3 separate regions of the Mus musculus genome follow, and all the other regions are linked to region 1. A link is a contact called in public promoter capture Hi-C data. All regions are on one chromosome and are shown on one strand. The core of a region is the stretch at or near the end of the contact, and the rest is flanking DNA. Distances in the headings are between cores, read along the strand shown. Region 1 holds the start of Syce2 (synaptonemal complex central element protein 2). Region 2 holds the start of Asf1b (anti-silencing function 1B histone chaperone). Region 3 holds the start of 4930432K21Rik (RIKEN cDNA 4930432K21 gene).

The links. Promoter capture Hi-C pulls out the DNA fragments that hold promoters and counts their contacts.
Region 2: a promoter capture Hi-C map of cranial neural crest shows a contact between it and region 1. The contact joins the promoter of Asf1b here to the promoter of Syce2 in region 1. A contact is called at or near these places in 4 of 39 promoter capture datasets (cranial neural crest, hippocampal neurons, liver and 1 more), 1 of 115 datasets of contacts at active chromatin or transcription factors (bone marrow-derived macrophages) and 1 of 9 other capture datasets (adipose tissue).
Region 3: a promoter capture Hi-C map of second pharyngeal arch cranial neural crest shows a contact between it and region 1. The contact joins the promoter of 4930432K21Rik here to the promoter of Syce2 in region 1. A contact is called at or near these places in 8 of 39 promoter capture datasets (the 3T3-L1 cell line, cranial neural crest, embryonic stem cells and 5 more), 2 of 115 datasets of contacts at active chromatin or transcription factors (embryonic stem cells and pancreatic cancer cells) and 1 of 9 other capture datasets (liver).

Annotation. Positions count from the first base shown.
Region 1 is chr8:84,870,224-84,873,686 of GRCm38.p6, forward strand. Syce2 (synaptonemal complex central element protein 2) reads left to right here and starts at 1,888. Exons shown (of 5, transcript NM_027954.3): 1 at 1,888-2,030; 2 at 2,497-2,609. The coding sequence starts at 2,016.
Region 2 is chr8:83,954,129-83,957,591 of GRCm38.p6, forward strand. Asf1b (anti-silencing function 1B histone chaperone) reads left to right here and starts at 1,566. Exons shown (of 4, transcript NM_024184.2): 1 at 1,566-1,809. The coding sequence starts at 1,701. Gm10644 (predicted gene 10644) reads right to left here and starts at 1,205. Exons shown (of 5, transcript NR_169070.1): 1 at 975-1,205.
Region 3 is chr8:84,146,276-84,149,738 of GRCm38.p6, forward strand. It overlaps 4930432K21Rik (RIKEN cDNA 4930432K21 gene), which reads left to right and starts at 1,763. Exons shown (of 9, transcript NM_029045.2): 1 at 1,763-2,123; 2 at 2,563-2,610. The coding sequence starts at 2,583. It overlaps Cc2d1a (coiled-coil and C2 domain containing 1A), which reads right to left and starts at 1,642. Exons shown (of 29, transcript NM_145970.2): 1 at 1,372-1,642; 2 at 39-174. The coding sequence starts at 1,431.

The DNA.
Region 1 (3,463 bases), core at 638-3,137:
CACATTTTTTCCAGACAGGGTTGCTCTCTGTAGCCCTAGCTGTCCTGAAACTCACTCTGTAGACCAGGCTGGCCTCAGATGGGCCTGGTTTTGCCTCCTGACCACTGGGATTAAAGCTGTGCACCACCATCACCCAGCAACACTTAGTTTGTTGCCTCCTATCAATAAATTTATGATCTGCCAGTTATTTTTGCAACATTTATAACAGTTTTAGTTTTTAATCACTACAGTAATAAAAGGAAATGTATTTTAGGAGTGCCAGTTTTTCAGCTGGGTTTGGTGGTATACCCCTCCCCCTTGAATCAGCACTTGATGGGGCAAAGGCAGGCTGATCTCTGAGTTTGAGGCTAGCCTGGTCTATAGAGCTTCCAGGACAGCCAGGGCTATACAGAGACAGAAAGCAAGCAGAGGGAGCCCTGAGTAGGTAGAGTCCAGCCTGAATGTATATCTTAATCTGGGCACAGGAGTCCAAGACCAATTGACCCCTGGAAAACCTGTCTAATCAATTACCTATATGAACCAGGCTCAGGAGGAACGGCAACTCTTTCCCTAGAGTTCCAGAATGATGGCTTCCAGATAATCAACCAGTGTACAAAGGCTAGCAGATCTGGCTTCCTCTCCTGGTGTTTGCAGGCTAGGATTGCTCACCCCCAGATTCTTCCTACCAAGACTAGCTGTGCTGTATTTAATAAATAGCTGAGGGTCCAGGTTGCAGCCATAGCATTAGAGAAGCCACCGGATCCCAGTTTCACTGTGTGTCTGTCCTTTCTTCATTCCCTCACATAGCATTTCAGGCCCCAAGCTGCTAGGGATGTAGCAGCAAAAACAGAAAGGGTTGAAAAGATGGCTCAGAGGTTAAGTACTGGTTTGTCCTGCAGAGGACCAAGTCTAATTTTAAGCACCCATATGGTGGCTCACAATTGTAATTCCAGCCTCAGGGGACCTGAACCTCTTTTCTGGCCACTATGGGCACTATGCACACACGTAGTATAGAAATAAATATATGCAGTCAAAACACCCACACCCGTAAAAATGTGTATTAAAAAACCACTTAAACACAAGAGATCCCTCTAGATGGCTCAGTGGGTACAGGTGCTTGCCTAGTCTGATGACCTGAGTTGCATCTCCATGACCCACACGGTGGAAGGAGATTGTGGACTCGTTCAGGCTGTCCTCTGACTTCCACACTCCCGGAGTGGATGGCACATAGGCATGCACAAAATAGGTCAAACGTAAAACAAAAATAAAATTCAGCTCATCGATGAAGAGCATCAGGGAACAGGAATTAGGTTTTCAAAATCCATGCCAGGAGGCTTATAACTAGGGGATCTGATGCCCTCTTCTGGCCTTAGTTGGAAGGTGCCCAAAAGTAGTTTAAATCATATATAACATGTAAATAAAATAAAATGAAGGTTGTTCCTAGGTGGTGCCTGCCTTCAATTCCAAGGCAGAGAGGCAAGCTGATCTCAGAGTTCTAGGTCAGCCTGGTTTACAGAGTCCTAGGCTGGGACATAGTGGAACCCTGTTCCAAAAGAATTTGATCTGGGCACTAGTGGCGCATACTTTTGATCCCAGCACTCTAGCCGCAGAGGCAGGAGAGTGTGAGTTTGAGGCCAGTCTGATGTACAGAGCTAGTTCTAGGACAGTCAGGGAAACACTGAGAAACCCTGTCTTAAAAAGACACTGCCGCCACACAAACTGTAGATCGAAGGGGCGGAACTCTGACGCAGTGTGAATTCCTCAAACTCTTGAGGGCCACAGGTGACCCCGAGTCCCGCACCTACGCATTATGAGCTCAGACGCCCACCGGTCCATACAACACAAATCCGTCTGTTACCACATAGCACCAGCATAGCCCAAAAGGCAGAGCCAGTTCGGAGGGCCTTCGAGTTCGCCGCCCCCGGGGGGGGGGGGGCGGGGGCGGGGCCAGGGCGCGTTTCATTCAGCACGTGCTCGGGGCGGGGCGTGCAGGGGGCGTGGCGTGCGCAGAGGGCGCTGAGGCGGGAAAAGACGGAATGGAGCGCCACGGAGTGAGTGCGGTGCGGTTTCCCGTGTGCGGGCGGCGGGAGGCGGGCGACGGGGCTTAGGGCCGCGGGGAACAGAGACTTCCTCCACACATTCGAACCCGGGCCCTGTTCCCCGCGGTTGGAGCCGCCTCTTGCCGGGAGAGGCGAGGTTTCCTGACTAACGAGACGGTGGGGCCTGGTGGACGAGGCTGTGAGGGGGTGCGGTGCGCTTCAGGAGCTGGTCGAAGACAGCACACGGTGTAGACCAGGCCGGGCCTCGAACCCTCAGCGGTTGCCTGCCTCCGCCTCCCGAGGCTGAGGAGGGGTTCGAGGCGTGTGCCACACTCGGCCTCCTTTTAACTACTCTCCGCGGGAAGGTGTTAGCGCGCCCCCCATTGCGGCCCCGAGGGTCCTGACCCCGGGGCCTCCCTGCTAGCGCGTCCCTTTTGAGCTTCCCCACCCCGCCTCTCAGAGCTGGCTGCGCTCGCAGGTGGCCGCGCCTCCCGTGGAGTTAAAGGACCAGGAGCCGCCGGCGATTGTGGAGAGCGGAGAGCATCGGCAGAGTGAGAACCACGAGGAGACGCCCGGCTCAGTGGCCCCGAGGTGAGGAGTGACAGGCCCAGCTGCCCTTCCGGGGCCCCGCCTTGGTCACGTAGGTCATTCCACGTGGTCTGCCCTGGGCCTTGGTCCACGGGTGATTTAACACCTTCCAGGTTGGTGTTTTATGAAGCCGCAGAGGACAAGTGGAGCACCGTGGCGGGCCCGGCCTAGGTGTCCTCGTGAGGACAGCCATGAGACAGACCTCATATAGAGGAAGTTTACTGGCGAGAAGGGAGAGGTGGAGGAAAATAGAGAGCGAGAGCGAAAGAGGGAGGAAATGGAAAGATGGAGAGAGAGGGAAGATGGAGAGAGAGGAGGGGAGGGGAGACAGACACCAGAGCCAAATAGTCCTTACCTGTGAGCCAGGGTCTTACCTGGCTGTTGCTAGGTAACTCTTGGGCGGAGCCTACAGGAAATGCTAACAACAGGTGCCCACATTGGTTCTGGGTACTGGCAGTCTCCTTTTGATATCCACAAGGTTTAATTTCAGGATGCATAGAATCCTCATGTTTAGACTCATTTTCTCTTGGTTTTTGTTTTTCTTTCTTTTTCTTTTTTCTTTTTTTTTTTTTTTGGAGACAGGGTTTCTCTGTGTAACTCTGGCTGTCCTGGAACACACTATGTAGACCAGGCTGGCCACGAACTCAGAAACCCACCTGCTTCTACCTCCCAAGTGCTGGGATTAAAGGCATGTGCCACTGCTGCCCGGCTAGTTTCTCAATTCTTTTGTGGATTTATATGTGTGTGTGTTTTATTTAAGACATCAACAGAAAAGGGGTGAAAAAAGCTGGGCATAGTGGCACGTGCCTTTTATTTCCGCACTCCAGAGGCTGAGAGGAAGGCAGGGCTCTAAGCTC
Region 2 (3,463 bases), core at 316-2,815, 920 kb before region 1:
ACACCAGAAGAGGGAGTCAGATCTTGTTACAGATGGTTGTAAGCCACCATGTGGTTGCTGGGATTTGAACTCAGGACCTTCAGAAGAGCAGTCGGGTGCTCTTACCTGCTGAGCCATCTCACCAGCCCCTTACATTTTCAACTATAAATTTTGTGAAATATAAAAGGTCAGATACCTCTTTCAAATAAAAGTGGACAGTCCCATGCTAGGTTACAGACCTGTTTGAAATGTGAAACACATACAGGATCCCAAAGACTTCTCAATGAGTAAAAAGGTGCAGGATAGCTCATTGGTGTTTTTAGAATGGTCATATTTGAAATGATTATTTTTGTCCTATTTAGTTAAGTGTCTATTAAAAATCATATTCATTGCTTCTTGGCCTTTTTGCATTGGCCAAGTATGAAAACTAATTTACTTACTTCCCCAAACTCACTGTGTAGATCAGGCTGGCCCACAGAAGTCTGCCTACCTCTGAGTCCTGAGATTAATGGCACGCATCTACCTTTCCATTTTGTTTTAACCTTTAAAAGATGTGATTGGTAAAGGTTGTGTAAGAAGCTATGACAGGGTATAAAGAACCAGAAAGTAAGGAGAAAAGGTAAGTTTCACAGACAGCGGCAGTTAACTGGTTTGGTTTTGGATCAGGGTTTCTCTGTGTAGCCCTGGCTGTCCTAGAACTTGCTCTGCAGACCAGGCTGGCCTCGAACTCACAGGTCCACCTGCCTCTGCCTCCCGTGTGCTGGGATAAAAAGCGTGCGTCACCGAGCCCGGGCTGAAAGACAGAGTGCAGAGGCAGGATTCAAACCCTGGTCTGTCCACGAACCAGAACTCCCTTCGGACTGAGACTCGATCCTGTATCCCCTCTCATCGCTACGCCATCTTGTCTCAGGGGTGATCTAAACCTTCTCGACAGTCTCCTCGACCATGATTTTCAAAGGTAGGAACCCCTCAGGGTAGTCCCCAGAAACGCTCACCTGCTGACAGCCGCCTAAACCGCCCAGGCCACTCTCTCCTCCTTAAAGCTTTTCACTGTGAGGGTGTGCGATTTCCACAGCTCTCCAGCCCGGCGTTCCTCACGCCCACCATAATAGCCAATCACGTCTCAGAAACCCGCTTACGGCCACGCCCACGATCGATACTCAATCACTGCGAGTGCGAGTGCCGTCTTCTCAGCGCGTTTTAGTGAGAGTCGCGCGCCACCGTTCGGCCGTTGGTGGCGCTGCTCTCTGTGAGGTGCGTCTACCGGAAAAGCGGAACGAGGGGCGGGGGATGCCGGTGCGGTAACCCTTGGGATTGGACAAGAGAAGTTCCGCGCTCTAACTCCGCCCACCCCGGAGCGAGCTATTCCAGTCGGAGACTCCAGGGATTGGTTCCCGATAGACCTTTACGAAGCTAAGAGATTAACGTTCCGCCTCCTGGGGCCCGTGAAGAGGGAGCTTCTCTGATTGGTCTGAGGGTCCAGGCGCGCGCCTGAAGACGCCTCGAGATTGGCTGATGGCTCGCGCCGTCATCGGTCCTTAGCGGCGATTGGCTGGAAGGCGGAGCCGGCTATTTGAAGGGAGCGCGCTGAGCGGAGGAGCGCTTCAGAGGGAAGAGTTGGGAGACGCAGGGAGGTTTCCGTCCTGTCGTCCCCCCCTTCTTCTCTGTCGCAAGTCACTGTGAAGAAGTCTCCACAGCAGCTGCGGCTCCCGGGCGCGGTGATGGCCAAGGTGTCGGTGCTGAATGTGGCTGTGCTGGAGAACCCGAGCCCTTTCCACAGCCCCTTCCGGTTCGAGATCAGCTTCGAATGCAGTGAGGCCCTGTCTGACGGTGAGGCCGGGCCTGAGCCGGGGACCCCAGACCCTCCTGCCCTCGGGGTTTCGCCACCCCCAATCTCCCGGGGCCAACTAGATCTCCCATTAGATACGCCTCCATGGCCCAGCTCCGGTCTCTCGGTGGAGCCGGCTCTGTCCAGTGTACATTGTCTGGTGGAGGCCTCGTCACCCTTCGTCTTGCACCGCTTGTCCTTGTACGCTTTCCCTGGAGACCCGCAGCCACGCCTTTTCCCTATGGCTAGACCCCGCGTTGATGCCCTTCCTCCTAAGAAACCATCCACGTGTCCTATGGAATCCCAACCTCCAGTCCCGTCCCCCCCCCTTTTCCTTGTGGGTATCTTTTCCTACAAAGCAGCCAGACTCTTCTGTTGCCCTGTCCGCCCATGTCAAGACCTTCTTCACCCCATGGCTCCCAAAAACCCCCTCCCCAGACAACTCCAGATTTGTCCCCCACAACTCCTGCTTGCCAACCGTAACAACATGGTGTTGCCTATAAGCCTTCTTCCTTTAGGTTAGTCCCAGATCCTATGTCTGAGCTCCCTCTGAGGAGAGATGGGGGCTTCTGACTCCAGGCTTTGTAGGTAACTTGGTCTCCCCAGCTCCTGGTCTGGGTGAATGTCCTGAGGTGAGGGGTGCCACAGCCAGGCAGGCCTCTTCCAGTTTCTGAGATTTCTACTAGCTGCCAGCTAACTCAGTGCAAGGAACCCCTCATCCCTTTTGATGGGCTGACCTTGTCTGGGGAGTGGGTGGACTGACCAAACAGGGATGGGATCCAACTTCCATCAACTGGGAGGCCACGGGCTTTTGTGGATCTTTCACAGAATGACTTAATTCATCTGTGGGACATAAAGGTGGACATGGCTCTCATCACACAGATGAGAGAACAAGAGCCATAAAGAGCAAAAGACTTTCAAATAAATCCATGAACATGTAAACTGTGAAGTCACTTTGGATTCTCAGCTCCCCAGCAAAAGGCAAGTCCTGTTTTCAGAGGACCTGCTTTCAACACTCCACGAGACCATTTCTCTACTGAGTGTTGAAAGGATGTAGCAGCTGAGGAGGTGGAGCTCTGAGAGCCTAGGCTGTGGCAACTAGTGCCTCTTGGTGGCTGTTGGTGGTATTCAGTTAAGGCCAGCCACTCCTGTTCACTTGGAGCTGCTATGTGTGTGCTTGGGGTGGGTCAGTGGCTCAGCCTCTCCCTAGTTTCTTACCCCTTAAGTTTAAATGAATCTACTTATGACTAACTATAGAATAAGCTGGGTTAAATCCTTACTGGAACAAGGCAGGGTGTAAATAAATAAATAAAAGGTAGAGTAACAGTGTGGAATACGATTTATTTGGAAGCCAAGAGGAGATATAAGGAGCTGATAGATTAAGGGATTCACAGTTCCCAGATGCTGAGAGATCAGGTTTCAATCAGTCTGTTTGTGCTCCTTGCATTTAAAAATGGTTGCATGGTCATTGCCTAGTATTACTTTTATTCCTTATTTATAGAACCAGAACAGCGAGGCTAGAGTCAGCCTGTTGGTCATGTTTTAATAGGAGCAGGGTGATTTTTCCAAGTCAGCCAGATAGTAGTAGAAGCATTATCATTGAAGTTTGTCTCTGAGTTCTGAGTCCAGATTGTTTTTATTTATTTATTTTTTTTT
Region 3 (3,463 bases), core at 513-3,012, 720 kb before region 1:
GCAGAAGTCCCAAAGAATATGTTGAGCATCTTTCTTACCTTGGCCTTTCAGTTTCTCTAGGGCCTGGGGCTGACCCCCCACCAAAGCCAGGAATTCAGCCTCCAGCTCCTCCTCATTAATCCCATCCTCGGGGATCATCAGGCCGTCTGGGGAGAAGTCAACCAGCAGACCAAGCTACGGGAGCAACCGGGCTCCAGTTAGACCTTCCATAGACCGCTCAGGCCCAGAGACCCGTCGGGATGCTGGAACCAAATCTCTACGAGGAAGCCATTTCTTGGAGAGACCAGGAGGCTGAGGAAGACACCCTCATACAATAACGTTCTTTATGCACATGGCTCCCCAGCAGCAGAGAACGCACCAGTGTGGGACTGGAAGGTGCACTCATCATTAAAGTGCTAACCCTAACCCTAGTATGTGCAAAGCTGGGTTCCATCCCAGCATGGCAAGGAGAAAAATAAATAAATAAAAGCCACGATGACTATGACAACAGTGGGGGCAAAGTTGAAGAACTGGGTCTTTTTTATAGACCTGCCCTTCTGCTTTGGCTAGTGACCAACAAAATATGATGAGTTACATGAAATTACCCTTTCTATAGGTCCAAATTGGCCAAATCTTAGCAGTTATGCATGGCTTCACCTATTGAGTGAAGCCATTAGTCACAGAGAGCCCAAGAATCCAGCGGCCACACTCCCTCTGTTCTAGCATTTTTCCATAAATAGTCTCAGTAAGTCTTTATAACTGCCCTTTAAGGACTCTTCTAGGCTTCCATTCCACAGGTGGAAAAACTGAGGCTCCAAACTACAAATACATTCAGTCAAATGTACCTAGGTCAGGGGGAACCTGAGCACAGAGCCCTGGGATCCCTGGTTCAAAGATGGGACAAATCAAACTCCCACAGGCCCTGAATCTGGGAGTATGGCTCTGGGCCACAGTCTTGTAGGTTTTCCTGTACACCTCTGGACTGACATTTCTGTCTGGCCAGGTGCTTCATCCTTGTGACCTTGACTAGATAGATCTCTGCGCCTCCCTTATCCTTAGTGTCCTCATCTGTACAATGGGTGTAGAGTGTGGCCTGACCCAGTTAATGCAAAGGCCTGAAAAGCCGGTCTGATTGCTTTCCCTTCCCGGTTGGAAGTGCTGCAGCAACAGGTGTTCCCTGAATCTGGGGTGTGAAGCTAGAAGCTGGATGGCCCAACCCAGTAGGCCATACACCTCACCTCGGGGGCGGGGCGGAGACCAGGGTTCACCTGGTGGCGAGGATCAGGCTTTTCTGGGGGTGGGGCACTCCCCGCGAGTGTGAGGAAGGGTGGAGAGAGACTCTGAGGAAGGGTGGGCAGGTACCCCTCGGTGGGTAGAGGGGCACACACTCACCTGGCGGGCAGTGACAGCACCTCGGCCCGGGGGTGCCTGGGGTCCATTCCTCTTGTGCATCTTCCAGGCTCGAAGCCCGGACTACCAGCCCCTGCACCTTTGCCTTGCCTTGCCTCTTCACCGAAGTCGAGTCTCAGAGCTCGCGCTGTTCCTGAGCCCTGAGTCCCTCCTCCGCGCCCGGCCCCCCGGGATTCTCGAGTTTGGGCCGCCCAGCTTCCGCCTTGGCCTTCAGGAGCGCGGCGGCTGGATTCGTGGGCTCTCTAGTTAAACTACAATTCCCGGCAGTCAGAGCGTGGAGGCGCATGCGCCTAGCATAAAGTAGGGCAGAGAGAAGGCGGAGCATGCGTAAGGTGTGTAGTCGGTACTACGCGTGCGTGGGGCGTGGCCTCACGGGCGGGAAAAAGAGAGAGAGCTGCAGGTGTGAGGGCGCGGCAGTGTGACGTCTGTGGCTCCACACCGCCGCACATCGTTCTGTTAGGCTTTGTGGTGGAGTGGGTGCGGGTGTGGGTGTGGGTGTGGATGCTCCTGCTCTCCCGTCTGTGGCGCAGGTCTTCAGGAGCCGAGTCCACAGTGTCAGGCCTCAGGCCTTCCTGTCTCCCACCGCCAGTTTGCCACGCGGTCCCCGTGACTGCCTATGTGGGTATTTTCTCAGAACGTTACGCCAGTGACCTAGGCGACCTATTCCCCATCAGATCCAGGTTGACCTCGTCCCGACTAAGGACAGAGCAACTTCCATTACTGCTGTGGCCCAGGTTGGTTCTGGCTTGCCATGGGTCCCACAGTCTGAAGACATTGGCCGGAAGCCACTCCTGACGCGGGGTAGCCCTCCTAAAGTCTTGTGTGACTTTGGTGGGTCTCCAGAGACCTCTCTGAAGCTTCCAAGTACCCCATGTCCCAGATAATTAAGCTTTGGGTGTGGGTGGGGGAGAAACGTAGTTGTCTCCAACCCAGAGACTCCAGCAGATACCGTGAAGAGGACGAGATCGTTCCTTCACACAGGGAAAGGGTGTGAATGGCTACCTGGCCATGGTCCAAGGTGGCTATGACCTGTCGCCCCACCCAGTGTCCTGCTGAAGACCAGCTGACTCCCCTCATCAGGCTGCCAGATGGGCCCAGTGGAGGAGGGAGACAGGGTACAGATGGGGACATACAGTGCTGGCAACAGCTGGAGAGTTTGTTTGTTGTTTTCAGATTTCTCAGGGAAAGATAAAATGAATAAGAAGAAACAGCGGAACTCAGGTATTTGGTTTATTCAAATTGGCTTTTTATTTTATTTTTATTTTTAATTTATTTCCAGGCAGAGTTTATGTATATCCCTGGCTGTCTGTCCTAGAACTAACTCTGTAGATCAGGCCTCAAACTCAGAGACAAACCTGCCTCTGCTTCCAGAGTGCTGGGATTAAAAGTATGATTCACCACAACCTGGCCTCAAATCGGCTTTTAAAATATTTATTTGAGGTACTAGGAATGGAACATGGAGCTTCCTGCATGATAAAACACTCTACCATGAAACTACATCTCAGACCCAAGGTGACCTTTTTAAACTTTTTATGATGTTTTTGAGATGGAGGAGGGGATTCTTGCCATGTGGGCCGACTAGTTTTATGTCAGTTTGACCCAAGTCATTTGGGAAAAGGGACTCTCAATTGGGAAAATGCCTCCAAAAGATTTGCCTGTAGCCAAGAGTGTAGTGTGTTTTCTTGATTAATGATTGATGTAGGTGGGTCCAGCTCGTGGGTGTGCTGCCTGGAGGCAGGTAGTCCTAAATTACATAAGAAAGCAGTTAGCTGTGAGCAAAAGCCCGTAAACAGCATTCCTTCATATCCTTTGTGAGTTCCTGAGGTTCCTCTCCTGACTTTCTCTGGTGATGGACTATGATATAAAAGTGTAAGTGGAATAAACCCTTTCTCCCTTGACTTGCTTTTGTTCATAGTTTTATGGTTTTTATAGTTTTTATTCCAACAATAGAAATCCTAACTAAGACATCATGTAGCCCAGGCTGGCTTTGAGCTTATGATCTTCCTGTCTCAGCTTTCCAAGTGTTGGGATGATAGGCCTGCGGCACCAAGCCCAGGTGTTCTGATGCTTTGTA